5 separate regions of the Mus musculus genome follow, and regions 1, 2, 3 and 5 are each linked to region 4. The links are chromatin contacts, called in public ChIA-PET, HiChIP or PLAC-seq and promoter capture Hi-C maps. All regions are on one chromosome and are shown on one strand. The core of a region is the stretch at or near the end of the contact, and the rest is flanking DNA. Distances in the headings are between cores, read along the strand shown.

The links. Promoter capture Hi-C pulls out the DNA fragments that hold promoters and counts their contacts. ChIA-PET counts read pairs in DNA pulled down with a chosen protein or histone mark. HiChIP or PLAC-seq counts read pairs in DNA pulled down with a chosen protein or histone mark.
Region 1: a promoter capture Hi-C map of liver shows a contact between it and region 4, with 2.5 times the contacts expected there. The contact joins the promoter of Galnt2 here to the promoter of Ccsap in region 4. A contact is called at or near these places in 4 of 39 promoter capture datasets (fetal liver, liver and pre-B cells), 4 of 484 Hi-C or Micro-C datasets (CD4 T cells, embryonic stem cells and regulatory T cells) and 1 of 115 datasets of contacts at active chromatin or transcription factors (embryonic stem cells).
Region 2: a contact with region 4 is called in a promoter capture Hi-C map of liver, with 2.3 times the contacts expected there. The contact joins the promoter of Mc1r here to the promoter of Ccsap in region 4. A contact is called at or near these places in 2 of 39 promoter capture datasets (the HPC-7 cell line and liver).
Region 3: a contact with region 4 is called in an RNA polymerase II ChIA-PET map of memory CD8 T cells, with 58 read pairs. The contact joins the enhancer-like site here to the promoter of Ccsap in region 4. A contact is called at or near these places in 3 of 39 promoter capture datasets (hematopoietic stem and progenitor cells and liver) and 4 of 115 datasets of contacts at active chromatin or transcription factors (double positive thymocytes, memory CD8 T cells, pancreatic cancer cells and 1 more).
Region 5: an H3K27ac HiChIP or PLAC-seq map of microglia shows a contact between it and region 4, with 9 times the contacts expected there. The contact joins the enhancer-like site here to the promoter of Ccsap in region 4. A contact is called at or near these places in 10 of 39 promoter capture datasets (the 3T3-L1 cell line, cranial neural crest, embryonic stem cells and 6 more), 1 of 484 Hi-C or Micro-C datasets (embryonic stem cells), 15 of 115 datasets of contacts at active chromatin or transcription factors (astrocytes, bone marrow-derived macrophages, craniofacial prominence and 10 more) and 3 of 9 other capture datasets (adipose tissue, embryonic stem cells and macrophages).

What each region holds. Positions count from the first base shown.
Region 1 is chr8:124,229,954-124,232,653 of GRCm38.p6, reverse strand. It overlaps Galnt2 (polypeptide N-acetylgalactosaminyltransferase 2), which reads right to left and starts at 1,260. Exons shown (of 16, transcript NM_139272.2): 1 at 1,005-1,260. The coding sequence starts at 1,127.
Region 2 is chr8:123,405,646-123,408,345 of GRCm38.p6, reverse strand. It overlaps Mc1r (melanocortin 1 receptor), which reads right to left and starts at 1,264. Exons shown (of 1, transcript NM_008559.2): 1 at 1-1,264. The coding sequence starts at 836.
Region 3 is chr8:124,318,025-124,320,912 of GRCm38.p6, reverse strand. The region is part of intron 3 of Galnt2 (polypeptide N-acetylgalactosaminyltransferase 2); the gene reads right to left. Among named protein-coding and RNA genes, the nearest start is that of Galnt2, 88 kb to the right of the region's middle. Within about 2 kb of position 1,427, at least 64 of the 459 cell types and tissues checked have an H3K27ac peak or open chromatin away from gene starts, as enhancers often do. A contact at or near this core is called in double positive thymocytes, hematopoietic stem and progenitor cells and memory CD8 T cells, where this site is marked.
Region 4 is chr8:123,858,194-123,860,893 of GRCm38.p6, reverse strand. Ccsap (centriole, cilia and spindle associated protein) reads left to right here and starts at 1,426. Exons shown (of 3, transcript NM_001379289.1): 1 at 1,426-1,799. The coding sequence starts at 1,484. Gm9901 (a long non-coding RNA gene) reads right to left here and starts at 1,439. Exons shown (of 2, transcript XR_388182.4): 1 at 1,260-1,439; 2 at 396-1,024.
Region 5 is chr8:124,348,518-124,351,217 of GRCm38.p6, reverse strand. No RefSeq gene overlaps it. Among named protein-coding and RNA genes, the nearest start is that of Pgbd5, 84 kb to the left of the region's middle. Within about 2 kb of position 1,272, at least 16 of the 459 cell types and tissues checked have an H3K27ac peak or open chromatin away from gene starts, as enhancers often do.

The sequences.
Region 1 (2,700 bases), core at 11-2,510, 370 kb before region 4:
CTCCATTCTTTTCTGGTCGTGTACTGTTACTCAAAATCAAGTAAGGAGGGCTACAAATCTTTGGAAAAGATAACTATATTTCGAAGCTCGTTAGCTAGTAAAACACCACAAACCCCTCAGGAGAGAATACAACAGCCTAGACAGCACCAACCAAGGCAAGGATCCCACGCTCGCTCGGTGTCCACTCGGTACCCAAGCCGAGATGACTGCCGAATCAGAACCTGTAAGCTCTAAGACTCCCGGCCTCACTACCGAACCCACCAGAGACACACACCGAGGAGGGACTTGGGGTTAGGAAATGCGGACTTGGGGTTAGGAAATGCAAGCGCAAAAGGCTAGGTAGTTCCCGCCGCCGTGAGCGGCCAAGGGCCGAGGTGGGCAGTGTAGCAAGTAGAACGGGAGGTCTGACAGAACCACGGTACGACCTCACTGCCGGGGTGCTGGATGGGGAGGATAGGGAGGGATCACGCCTCTGATCACTGGAGCACCAGGGTTCCAGCCCGACCAAGGTCCCCAAGATCTGGGCGCAAGACGAGAGGGTCGCGGGTTCCAGTTGGGCGGAATGTGGCTCGGGGAGCACCGGGTTTCGGGTGACAACGATCCCCAAGATCCCGGAGCAGGGAGTGGGGCTCCGGGGTGATCTGGGCGGAGTACGGAGCAGGGGGCAGGGAGTCCGGCGGAAGGGTTGTCCCTATGATCCCGGCACAGGGAGTGGAGCGCAGTGTCGCCAGCGAGATAACAGCCTCCAAGATCCTGGCGCAGGGCGGTACGTGGCTCCGGGTGCCCGCGCCCCGCATGCGGGAGGCAAGTCGCTGCACCCAGAGCCGCGGGTGAGCCGGACAGGGCCGGAGCTCGCGCCGCTGGCCTGAGGGCCCGGAGAAAACTTGAGGCGCGCGTCCCGGCCAGGGTCCCCACATCTGCTGCCCCGAGCCGGGGAGCACTCTCGGTGCACGGCGCCTCCCCGCTGCAGGCCCGGGTCGGCGCACAGGCCTCGCGGCACTCACCTTCCTGCCGGCGCCGCCCCCGCCCGCGGCCAGCGCGGAGCCGCCCCCCGAGTACATGTAGTAGGCGATGCCCAGGACCCAGAGCAGCGCGAAGCACAGCAGCATCCGCGAGCGCCGCCGCATCCTCGCTCTGGGCGGCCGCCGGGCAGCCTGGCGGCGCGGCGGGCGGAGCGCGCGGCGGGCGGAGCTCGGGGCGGCGGCGCGGGAAGACGCGGCGCTCGGCGGGCGGCGCTCGGCGCTCGGCGCTCGGCGCCCGGCAGGAAGCGGCGGCCCAGCGGCGGGGTCAGGGAGCAAAGGGCGACCAATCGACGCTGAGGGGCGGGCGCGGGGGCGGAGCCGAGTCTCCATGGCAGCGGCGCCCCGCCCACTGCGCGCCCCCGGGAGTGGCAGGTGGAGGCAGCGGGCGCGGACGCGCGGTTCCCCAAAGACTTGGAATGGGCCAGTCTGCAGAGATCGCCCCGGCCCGCCATCCGTCACATTCACTATTTGGGCAATAGTGGGTTCTTGGGTTTTTATTTTTTATTTGTGCTTTCTCTTTTTTAATATAAGGTCTCATCCTATAATCCAGACTGACCTCGAACTCACCATCCAGCCCATGCTGGCCTCAATCTCGCAGCACTCCTTTTGCATCAGACTTCTGAGTCCTGGGATAACAGGAATGCACTGCCCTGTGGTCTGAACAAGACTAAGACAGGGAAGGTAGATTTCAAGGCGCTTGCTTGTAAGGATGACCCTTCCTGCTCTTAAAAGCAAAATGGAATGGTGGTGGTTTTAAATAAACGTGAAAAAGAGGGGAGATAGATGGTAATTTATGTTTTTAAATCTTTTCGGTTTTTTATTGGTTGCTTTCTTGAAGGAATGAGGTGAGCATAGTAACCCACTTAATAGAGCAGGCAGCAGCGAGTTCCCTGACAGCAGCTCTGGTGACTGTAACCTTGTCCATGACCTTGTGACTCTAAGTCCCTGTGTCTGGAAAAGAATTTCCAGTACTTGAGAGCCTGCAAATATTTCTGAGATCTGCCCACACTGCAGGAGGAAGGAACTCCCTGGGCGGCAGTCTGCCCAATCCTGAACAAAGAGCACCGCAAGCCTTGGGCTACCAGGATTCTGAGCCTCACCTGAACTTCAGACTTCTCAGAAGTGAGAAGGGAAAGCCTCTTAGTTCCACCAGACACCCCATTCCTGAAGACACCCCATTCCTGAAGACATCCCATTCCACCAGGCACCCCATTCCACCAGGCACCCCATTCTGCAAACACCCTTCACAGAAGACAGGTTTCTCATACCCTAAGAAGTTCCGTTCCAAGTACTAGAATCCGAGCACTGTACTGACCAGGGAAGAGATTTGTAAAATACTGAAGAGATGACAGGCTTGAAAACACCCAAGAGTCTTGGGGACAGTCAGATAAGTGGGAACAACTGTTGCCCCTCAGAGGCCTGGGAGTGAAGGGAAAGAAGAGGAAGCAGGACAAACCCCAAAGAGCAGGAAAGAGACAAGCAAGTGGCCCCTCCCCCAGCATAGCATCAGCATCAGTATCTGTTGAAAACTGCAGAGGACAGAAGAGAAAGTCCCCACCCGGAGCCCTGCCTCCAAATGCTTCCTATCTGAGAAGTCAAAGGACAGCAAAACTGCTACTACAAAAGCAAAACAGAAAGTTAGTCATATTGCTGAGTGTGGAAGAGGAATCCTAACATT
Region 2 (2,700 bases), core at 15-2,514, 450 kb after region 4:
TTGAAGTTCTTGAAGATGCAGCTGCAGGTGGGGTGCTGAGGGCAGAGGACGATGAGCAAGAGATGCAGGAAGAAGGGGCCCCAGCACAGGAAGAAAATCCCCAGAAGGATAGTAAGGGTGGCAGCACCCTTGAGGCAGAAGCCTTGGCGGATGGACCGCCGCCTTTTGTGGAGCTGGGCAATGCCCTGAGCGTGCTGGCACGCTCTCGTGAACATGTGGGCATACAGAATCGCCATGAGTGCCAGCATGGCTAGAAAGAAAGTGACGAGGCAGAGCAGAACGGCTGTGTGCTTGTAGTAGGTGATAAAGAGGGTGCTGGAGACGATGCTGACCATCCAGATGCCCACGACAGCCCGTCGTGCTCTGGGCAGCGTCACGATGCTGTGATAACGCAGCGCATAGAAGATGGAGATGTAGCGGTCTATAGCAATGATGCCCAGGAAGCAGAGACTGGACACCATGGAGCCACAGATGAGCACGTCAATGAGGTTGTCCAGCTGCTGCACCAAAGCCACTCTGGCCACCAGGATGCCCGCCTCCAGCAGCAGGATGATAGTAGTCTCCAGCACGATGCTGACACTTACCATCAGGTCAGACAGGGCCAGGCAGCAGATGAAGTAATACATGGGCGAGTGCAGGTTGCGGTTTTTGGTGATGGCTATCACAACCAGCACATTCTCCACCAGACTCACCAGCCCTAGGCTGAGGAAGAGGCCATCTGGGATGGACACATACAGGCACCAAGGCTCTGACTGGTTGGTGGCCAGTCCAAGGTGAGAGGTGGCATTGGAGTTGAGAGAACCCAGAAGACTCTTCTGGGGCTCCTGAGTGGACATAGTCTTGTCAGGAAGTAGGAAGCGGTCTGTGGAGGCTGCAGCTCCAGGTGGTATCAGCCCCCAGCTTCTGATTCACTTCATGTTGTTGTCGGGGGTCTCTGACATCCCTCAGACCGGCCTCTTTCCATACAGGCACGCTCCGATTTTCCTTTACACTTGTGTTCTTTCTGGCTGGACAGGCCAGCCTCGGCATGGCATAGACACTTCCTGCTGAGGACCCTGAGCTCTGCTCATGGACTCTCACTGCCAGTGTGAAGTAGCTTAGCCTTCTGCTGTTCTCCCTGTCTCTTCCCAAGTGGCTCAGGTAGAGACATGCCTAAACTCAACACCTCCAGACTTCTTGGTTACTTGCCTCTGATATATGTCTGGTTCCTTTCCCTCGCCAAGCCAGGGTAGACGGGACTCTGGAGAAGAAGGGAGCTTTTCTCTTAATCTTTTAACTCATCCCTGGAGCCCCTCCTCCTGAGGGTGGCCACATGATGGGCATGTGCCAGGGATGTGTAGTGCCCCAGGCTGCCTCTAGGGGGCAGAGGCAGCACCGAGAAACCGGAAAACTAGCTTTGGACTCCAACACAGGGTCTTGCCTCTCCCTTTTGTGTTCAAAGCCCCTGTGACTTACCAATCTCTTTCAGGCATTCAACCTCACTAGAACCTGCCCTGAGTGGCCCTACCTAAAGCTCCAAGCCCACTTCAAAAATCACTTTCCTGGGTTGTCTGAAACCTCCTTTCTCTCTCTCTCAGGCTGCGCTGCCTCAGGCAGCCACTGGGTGTGAATGAGGCACCCCTACCTCCCACCTTCATTCCCACTCTCCATTAGAAGTGTGCCAATGGCAGTGGCATTTCCACCTGAAGCTGAAGATGTGTTCATATAGCAGCAACTCAGCTACTGACTTCAAGGTAGCTTTAGGGGCTGGTCCAAGAACTTTGAGAATCAACAAGTAGAGGCAGGGCCAAGGCAGGAAAGAGCCCTATGCCAAGGGGCTCAGATGAGCTCTGGCAGAGCTGATGCTTAAGTCCCTCATGGGCCCAAGCTTGCTGAAGCCTCCCTTAACTACAGTTCTGGGTGTGGTAGGAAGCTGACTGACTAGAGGGGGCCCCGAGGCTATTGGCCAGCAAGCTTTGGTCAGTCACATCCCATCTTCTTAGTCTCACCCCCCACCCCTTCCCTTGAGGAGTCTCATTTCCGCTGTGGAGCACATGCTAGCCCTGGAGCCAGGAACCACATCAGGGCAGATCTGTCTCCAGCCTCTGTGGGCCAGCAGCTGGGCATGTGACTATTCATAGTGGTCAGGATAGCACGCAGTGGTGGTAGCAACCCACCCTTGGTTGCTGCTGGACTCTCTCCATGGTATCCAATGCTGTCTCAGTAGCACTGGATGGCCCCTTCTGCATACAGGTGAGGAGAGTAACTTAAGAAAGGCAGCAGAAGCTGGGCTGTGGTGGTGGCACACGCCTTTAATCCCAGCACTCGGGAGGCAGAGGCAGGCGGATTTCTAAGTTCGAGGCCAGCCTGGTCTACAGAGTGAGTTCCAGGACAGCCAGGGCTACATAGAGAAACCCTGTTTTGGAAAAAGAAAAAAAAAGAAAAGAAAGGCAGCAGGGGAGTGAGGCAGGGCTTCGCTGGAGGGCACTTTCAGTGTCTGTAACAGTCCCCTTAAGAGTCATTTCTGTTGTCTTGAGACAGGGTCTCACTATGTAACCTGAAATAGACCTGCCTCCCTCTGCTGCCAGAGTGCTGGCATCAAATGTGTGCTCGACCACGTTCAACTAGGAGTCAGTTCCTTCTTTGCCAACTCTGGCAACGTCTGCTCACAAGGTGGTTCCCAAGCCACAGAGCAACACTTAAAGCATACATTAACAGACG
Region 3 (2,888 bases), core at 178-2,677, 460 kb before region 4:
TCTCTTGGCTTTCCTATTTCTGACATTAAATCAAAGCTCCAGCTGACTCCCAGGGACAGACGGATGCTGCAGACATACACTGGATGATCCTAAATGCCGTTGGGTCATTTGCAGGGATTAATACATGTCACTGTGGCCAGTAATACATGTTACTGGTCCTGGCGTTATCCACGGGCATCACACAGGTGAAGCTGAGGATACACAGGAAGAAACCGGCCAGAACATGTACATACCCAAGGGGAGGGTCAAGTCCTAGCAACGATACGGTCAGAAGGGTGATGAGGGTTCCTGGGTTTCTTCTCACCCCGTGTGACACTGTGGTGGTCTGACTAGGAATGTCCCCATAGACTCATAGGTTTGAATATGCTTGGCCGTGGGAGAGGGAGTGGCACTACTTGTGGCCTTGTTGGAGGATGTGTGTCCCTGTGGGGGTGGCCTTCGAGGCCCTCCTCCTAGCTGCCTGGAAGACAGTAGTCTTCTCCTGTTTGCCTTCAGAACAAGATGTAGAACTCTTGGCTTCTTCTCCAGCACCATGTCTGCCTGGACGCTGCCATGTTCCTGCCTTGGTGATAATGGACTGAACCTCTGAACCTGTAAGCCAGCTCTGATTAAATGTTGTCCTTTCTAAGAGCTGCCTTGGTCATAGTGTCTCTTCTCAACAATGGAAACCCTAATTAAGACAGACACCAGGACATTAGTGATGTAGCTCACTGGCCCGTGTAGGGACAGTGACAAGCAGGAGGGCCTTCACTCTGTGGTCCTGTCTTTACGGCAGCTCACAGGCAACAGTTACCACCCTTTCAGGCCCTTTCCAACCCCCAGTGTCGGGAGAGGGAACCTCTAACCCAGATTTGGTGCGCTGTCACTCCTAGGTATGCTTTTAACTAATCACACAGAGAAAAGGCATATATACATCCCTAAACAGCATGGTATCAACCTCCGAGGACTCAGCTGACGGAGAGGACACATAGTCGCTGCTCGCCTGGGCACACAGCTTTGCCACACCACCCTGCTGTGGTCAGGTTCCCACGTAGGAGCAGACACACACACTGTCCCTGCCTAGTCTCCGTCAAGGAGTAAGGAGCACCGGTAACCGTGTACTGAGTCACTCCACGCTCTTCACCCTTTGCCGTGATTCGCTCCTGCTCTCATCTCACCCCACCGCAAGCCCAAGGCCTCGCAACCTCTCACTTCTCCCCTTCTGAGAGCTGAGATGGCAGGTGTGTGCCACCATGCCCAGCTCGTGCCTTCTATTTCTTGAGTGATTTTGGTAATATTTTCCTAGAAAAATATCTATTCCATTTACATTTCTTTTCGTAGACATGTACCTGCAACTGTCTTATTATCTTAGCTGCTCTGGGTGTCTCATGAACACACAACCTATCAGAGGTTTCTGGTTTTGTTACAGATCGTTGGGGGCGTATCTGAGAGAAGCTGCACACAGTCCTCTGTTTCCTCTGGGTTGCTCACTTTGCCTCCCTCCCCCACTTCCTTCTGCTTCAGGGTTAGCCTGCGGTTCTGACACCTTGAGTTGGAATAGACCAGGCTACCCCATATAAAGAACCAAGTTGACTTGAATGAATTTAGTCCTCACCTGGAGATGTAGGGAGTTCTATATTCTGCCAAGAGGAACTGGGAACAGGGAACAGCCTCCTGGCTCTGTGAAGACAGTGAGATGTGCCCCACTCTGTCCTGAGCTGAGGTCTGTTCCTGCTGCTGAGGTGGGAAGATAACGTAGCTGGGAGCCCTGTGGCTGGTCTGATTTCTGCCTTTGCCACTCACCGGACGACGTGTGAGTCTCTACAGCATGCTAACAATCAGAAGTCTCAAAACCCTGAAGAACTTAAGGTAGATCTTTCAGCTTCCCAGCTGGGGCACGGAAGTGCAGTGAGGACTGCTTTCACAGGAACACTGGGAGGATGTAGGCCCTGAGCAGAGGCAGTGGCTCACTGGAAGCCTGAATTCGCCCCCCCCCCCCCCAGTTCCTCTCAGCTGGGGGAAGACAGATCTGTCATCTCAGTGGCTGCCTTGGCAATTGATACAATGTTTCCAAAGTGTCTGGAACAGTCATCTAGCCTGTTGTGTGGCCGGAGTGCTAGCCAAGCCAGAGCTGGAAACACGTTCCCCACTCCTGAGCTGGCATCCAGGGTGAGCAGCTGCTGGAAAGCTACAGACAGCTGACCACCATCACAAAGCCGGACCTGGCCAGGGGATAGCAGGCTCACCGGGGATACCCAGAGCTGAGTCACATGCAGGTGCCTGGCTCTGCGGAACACTGATTGTAACCTGTAACCAAGCAGGCCAGGCAAAGAGCCCCAGGCTGTGCTGAGGCAGCTACCCTTAGACTCATTTGTAAAAACTATTTTTTAAGTTTTCATATACACATGTAGTTGTGTTAAGCCTGTTTCCCATATACCTCTCCCTCCCTTCCCAAGCGCCTCCTCTGTTCCAACCTAGACGGCTTCATTTCTACCTTCCTGTCATAAATACATACATGATTTTATGTATATAAAGTCTATATAAAGTCTAGGATCTGCAAATAAGAGAAAGCGTGTGATGTCTGTCATTTTGAGATTGGCTTATTCACCTAATATGATTGCATCAATTTTCCTATAAATGGCATGACGGCTCCTTCTTTACAGCTGAAAACAACCCCAGTGTCCTTGCCTTTCCCCACGCTGATGGCACCTGGCCTGCCTCTGTAACGTGGCTGCTGTGACTACCGCTGCTGTAATTGTCAATGTGCAAGTGTCTGTCTGTGTGATCTTGACTTGAATGTCCTCTAGGTAAATCCCCAGGAGTGGTATGGCTCCGTTGTCAGAAGATATGGTTTTGTGGTTTTTTTGTTTTTTTGTTTTTGTTTTTTTGAGAGACCTCCACACTGTGTG
Region 4 (2,700 bases), core at 177-2,676:
ACCTAGGCTGTGAACACCCTTCAGCCTTAGCGTCCTATGTTCAGAACGGGTCCAGGCAGGTGTAGACACATGGGAATAGTTCAACTGAACTGCAGAAATCCCAAAGTGATCTGCTTCCTGGAAACATCCCGCTGGGACCTACTTTTTTTTCTTCCTTCCTTCCTTCCTTCCTTCCTTCCTTCCTTCCTCCTTCCTTCCTTCTTTTTCTTTCTTTCTTTTTTTTTTTAGTGTGATCCTTCCTGGATGCCTGTCCTTTCAAATCTTTCTGCAGCGATTGCATCAATGCTTCCTTTTACAAAAGCCATCTGTAGAGCAGGATTGCAACAGTAACAACCCTGCGACCCTGTCCATTAGAGCCCAAGCCAAACATTTGCACCAGGTCCTTGAGCAGGCCCTAGGCTTTATTTTATTTTATTTATTTATTTTTACAAAAGTTGGCCTCTAGTAAGTTATAAAAGGCAAGGGCAGGTGAGGCGGCTCATACCTGCTAATTCCAGCACTTGTGAGGTTGGCGGAGAAGGATCAGGAGTTCAAGACCAGCTTGGGCTCTGGAATGAGTTCTAGACCAGCCTTGGTAACATGAGATTTGTCTCAAAAAGGGGGCAGAGGAGGGAAATGTATTAAAATAGCAACATCAACAACATCATTAACAACAACAATAAAAAAATCACTAAGGCCTGAGAACCCGGGCGTTGTGAAAAGAGGAAGGAATCGGGACACAGGATTTGGTCCTCGGCTAGGTGTTGGTTGCTCAGGTTGCATCTAGAGCTGAAGCCTCCTCGCGAGGCCCCCAGTAGCGAGTGGGCGAACGAGCTGGGGGTTCACAGCAGCGCCCCAGGCGCGGGCGCAGGAGCGGGCGGGGGCCCGGCGGGCGCGCGGGGAGGTGCAGGCTTCAGGCTAGGGCGGCGCCTTCGTCTCCGGCTGCTGTAGGACCGCGGAGCCACCGCTCCATCGGCGACATCTTGGTGGAGGACGCGCAAGGAGAAACGCTGTTCGCGCTATAGCTGCTGCGCCACGATCTCAGCTGACCTCCGGAGAGCGGAGGATAGAACAGGCAGGAGGTAAGGACGCTGCTCCTAGAGTCCCCGACTCCTCGCCCAGGAGGGTGTCTGGGGACCTAAGATCCCCTGTCCCGTCACCTTGAGTCCGGTGGTCTCCACCTCTACCGAGTGGAGCAGACCCCTGGTGACCACCTATCATTCCATCTAGATAGGTCGCGTCGCCTGGAATCCCTCCTGAAACCCCGCCCCCGCTATTACCTGAACTAGGGGCCTTCCCAGCCCGGAACTCCGCCCCCGCTAGGAACGCCCTCTCCCAGAAACACCCGTCACAGACCCGCCCCCTCTCCGCCCCTCCTTGCCCCAGCCTCCGCCCTCCAGTCCGGGCGGGGCTCCGGGTTTGAACCGCGCGGCGGGCCGCGCCTCTGAGTCCGTCGCACCCGTAGGCGGCAGCGCGGAGCAGGCAGTCGGCGGCGCGCGGCACCATGTCCCCGGGCAGCGGGGTGAAGAGCGAGTATATGAAGCGCTATCGGGAGCCGCGCTGGGACGAATACGCGCCGTGCTACCGCGAGCTGCTGCGCTACCGCCTGGGCCGCCGGCTGCTGGAGCAAGCGCACGCGCCCTGGCTCTGGGACGCCTGGGGCCCGGACAGCCCCTCGGACAGCTCGGCTTCACCCAGTCCGGCCCCCAGGGGCGCGTTAGGGGAGCCCTCGGCGCCCTCCGCGCGGGAGGAGGAGCAGCCGGTGGGGGAGCGCGGCGCGGAGCTGCGGGACGCGGAGGAGCAGGACACAGTGTTACCAGGTACGGGCACAGCGCGTTGCTCCGTTCTCAGCGCTTCCTGTTTTGGTTTAATTGGGGTTGACAGAATCCGCTTGCTGAACTAAGCGGGGAAGGTGCGGGCCGCATTTCCACCTTCCCACCCCAGGTTTCCCTAATTTGGTGACTCTTGGCGGAGCCCTTTATGACCTCCAACTCATATGACCCTGGTTGGGGTCCTTGGTCGCAGGCAGTGGCCCGCTCAGTGAGCCCTCGATCCACCAGATGGCGGATCTGTTTGTTTCTGCGCATCCTGTTTGGCGAGAGGAGCTTTTCATTCCAAAGATGACCGACTGAAGTTAAGAACGCCCGAGCTGTCATAATGGGGTCATGGTTGTCAGTGTGAACGCCTTGAAGGCCTGGTCTCGCTGTCTCTGAAGAATGGTATGCGTTTGTTTGTGGACGAACCCCTCTTTGTATACGCTGTGAGCCACTTTCCCGCCGTTGCGGAGTGGGGCTGTCAGCAGAGAGCCCTGGGGTTTGCCTGGACTCAGGGCAGTACTTCAGTACAACTGTAGATCACTATGGTTGCCAGCCACCTCTCTGAACTCTTCTGAGAGTCCAGTGGTGAAAAAGTTATTTCTCAGTGACTGGTCTAGGAATATGTATTTTCTCATTCGACCTTCAAAGTCATATGATGGGCCCTTTGTTTTTAATCTCAGTTTTGTAAACAAAGCCATGGGAGCTTGGGATCCATGGTCGGAGTCTGAAAGGGTCGGATTTCCCTGCTCTTGGTTACTATGTTTGCCTATTCTCAGTTCTTGCATGGCTGGGCCGCCTTGTGTCATCTGGTCGCTTATGACGACCATTCTGATGCTTCAGTGATGTGGTTAGAAATTAGGGAAAGTGGCAGAAGGTGGTGGGGGCGGTGAGCATGTCTCCCAGG
Region 5 (2,700 bases), core at 23-2,522, 490 kb before region 4:
AGGTGCACCACCCTGATGACTTTGCCTATTCAGATCCCCCTTCCAGAGCCCTGACTGGGTGACAGTCGGACTAAAGTCCTGTCCCCTTGAAGCCTCCCAGTGGGCACTGAATTTCAACACATAGTTAGGCATGGTGGAATATACCTGTCATCCCTGTGTGTGTGTGTGTGTGTGCGCGTGTGCGTGTGCGTGCGTTCATGTGCACGCATGTGTGCATGTGTGAGTACACGGTGAAAGGAACTTTATTGTGAGTCTGAGGACAGCCTGGACTATGCAGGTCAGAAGTAAGATCCTCCAAACAGAAGCTGAGCATGTAGAGGGTTGGGGTCCGGTGGGGGTGGGATTGGGGTGGGGCTGGGGGGCACAAACCACATTCAAGGCACAGCTGGGGCTCATGGGAACACATGGCTGTGGCTGCCTTGAGAGAGAAGGGCACCTGAAGCAAGCAGACTACAACTATCATTAAATCAAACCACGGAGGAACACCAAATCCCAGACCCCGAGGTGTAAGAAGAACACTCATCAGCACAGAGGAGAAAACCAGACCTCTCACTTGCCCAGAGCACTAACAGTAAAAGCCAAGGCTTGGGGCACATGGGCTGTCACTCACTGTCACTGGGTCCGAGGTACTGTGGCAGGTCAGGAGGGAGGTGTTACTTCACAAGCTGAGTGCCTTTGTTCCTGGAGCAAACCTTATGTGACCCTGGCAAATATGGGCCAGCACCTCTGAGCTGCCCCACAGGGATGCTCCTGAGCTCAACGTGTTCGAGACAGTTCTGCGGGGCAAGGGGCTGCTGAGACTGCGCCCGTTAGCTCTCTAGACAGTGAGTAGGTGTTTGACCCAAGAAGCCCACGGTAACCTTGGTGTCTGTACCAGGTGCTAATAGGACAGTGCGGTCTCTGCAATCCGGTCTGATTCTGAGCGGGCTCAGGGAAGCTGGTATGTGGTGGGGAATTCCTTTATGATCCCATGCAGCCAAGCACAATATCTGAAGATCTTGAGAAGGAGTCACTGAGGCCTCTAAGGACATTAGAGTATAGGGTACCTAAGAATCCAAGGCTATTGCCCTGGAATGGGTGGACTGAACTGGGCCTGGGAGAGGGGCAGGTTTAGGTGCTGTGTCTAACCTCAAAAGTGTCAGGGTAACAACACAGCAACAGATCTGACAGCCTGATCTTACCTGGATCCCATGATCTTCTAAACCTAGGTTTTTTTGCCTTTCTTTCCTGGGAAATGTCCCTACCTCTGGGTGAGGCTGTTCCCGGTCTGGCCAGCAGAGGGCAGCAGAACCTCAAATTAGCACAAAACAGACCAAATAGTGTTGTGGACTGGGGAGTGTGGGCAGCTGGAATTATAGAAGACACAGCCCCACGTGAGACCAGCAACAACACGGTCACTGGGACTAACTGGGTGACCTGGCGGGGATGGGAAAGGAAAGGAGCTGCAGAGCCCCACAGTCCTTCACCTGGTCACCGTGTCTAGGTTTGTGAGGCACTGGGACACTTGAGGGGTCCGTGATGCTACAACCGTATTTTCCAGTAGAGGATAAGCTCACAGTGTGCCGAAGGACAACTGAATCTTAGAGACGGGGAGAGGTGGTAGGTTGTCATGCCGCCCTCCCCCCCCACCCCACCCCCGATCTGATGGGAGCCTACAGTGGAGAAGAGTAGCAAGTGTAACCTTGGGACTGGACAAGCTGAGCCACCATCACAGGGACACTGGATGAGGCCAAGGACCTCACCTGGACCTGGGCTGTGCACAGCCCAAATCTCAGCCCTCCAGTTTACAGCGGAGATTGGCAATGACGCAGGCTAGTGGCTCAGCTATGAGAAGGAGGAGGTCAGGTCTAGTCACACCCAAAGCCCACCATTTTCCCTAGCACCTTATTACGTCCCAAGCCAGACAACTTGGCTCTCTTGAAAAACTCTATCTAGCCCCACAGTTCTTCCTGCCATGGAGAAATGGCTTAGCATCCATGACTGACTTACAGGAATTCAGCCGAGCAGGTAAGGGGCTGTGCCTCCTGACTCCTGGACAGCCCCACCTCTACTCCCACCAGGGCACTGAAGGTCCCCGAGAGGCAGATGAGAATAGCTACAGTCTGCAAGGTTGTCCAATTTGCTGAAGAGCATATTCAATGTCTCCAGTGGGAAGTTCATGAGTTCACAGTCCTGTCTTTGCTCCTTGGAGGACCACTAGGTGTAACACAGGGTCACAATGCCCTCCTCACTCACCTCTCCCACAATGCCCCTCTTGCAAGTGAGCACAGGGTTCCCATTTTGGACTGGCCTAAGGGGCGGATCTAGTGTGCAAGGGGTGGGTCTAGTGAGCAAGGAGTAGTTTAGTGTGCAAGGGGTGGTTCTAGTTTACAAGGAGTTGTTTAGTGTGCAAGGAGCAGGTCTAGGGTGCAAGGGGCAGGTCTAGTGTCAAAGGGTGGTTCTAGTGTGTAAGGGGTGGCTCTAATATGCAAGGGGCAGGTCTAGTGTACAAGGGGCAGTATAGAGTACAAGGGGTGTGCCTAGTGTGCAAGGGGTGGGTCTAGTTTACAAAGAGTGGTTTAGTGTGCATGGGGCAGGTCTAGTGTGCAAGGGGTGATTCTAGTGTACAAGGGGCGGGTCTAGTGTGCAAGGAGTGGGTCTGGTGTGCAAGCCCAAACTGACTGAGGTTTCTTTAGGTCCTCGCTCTCCCCTCAGAATCCC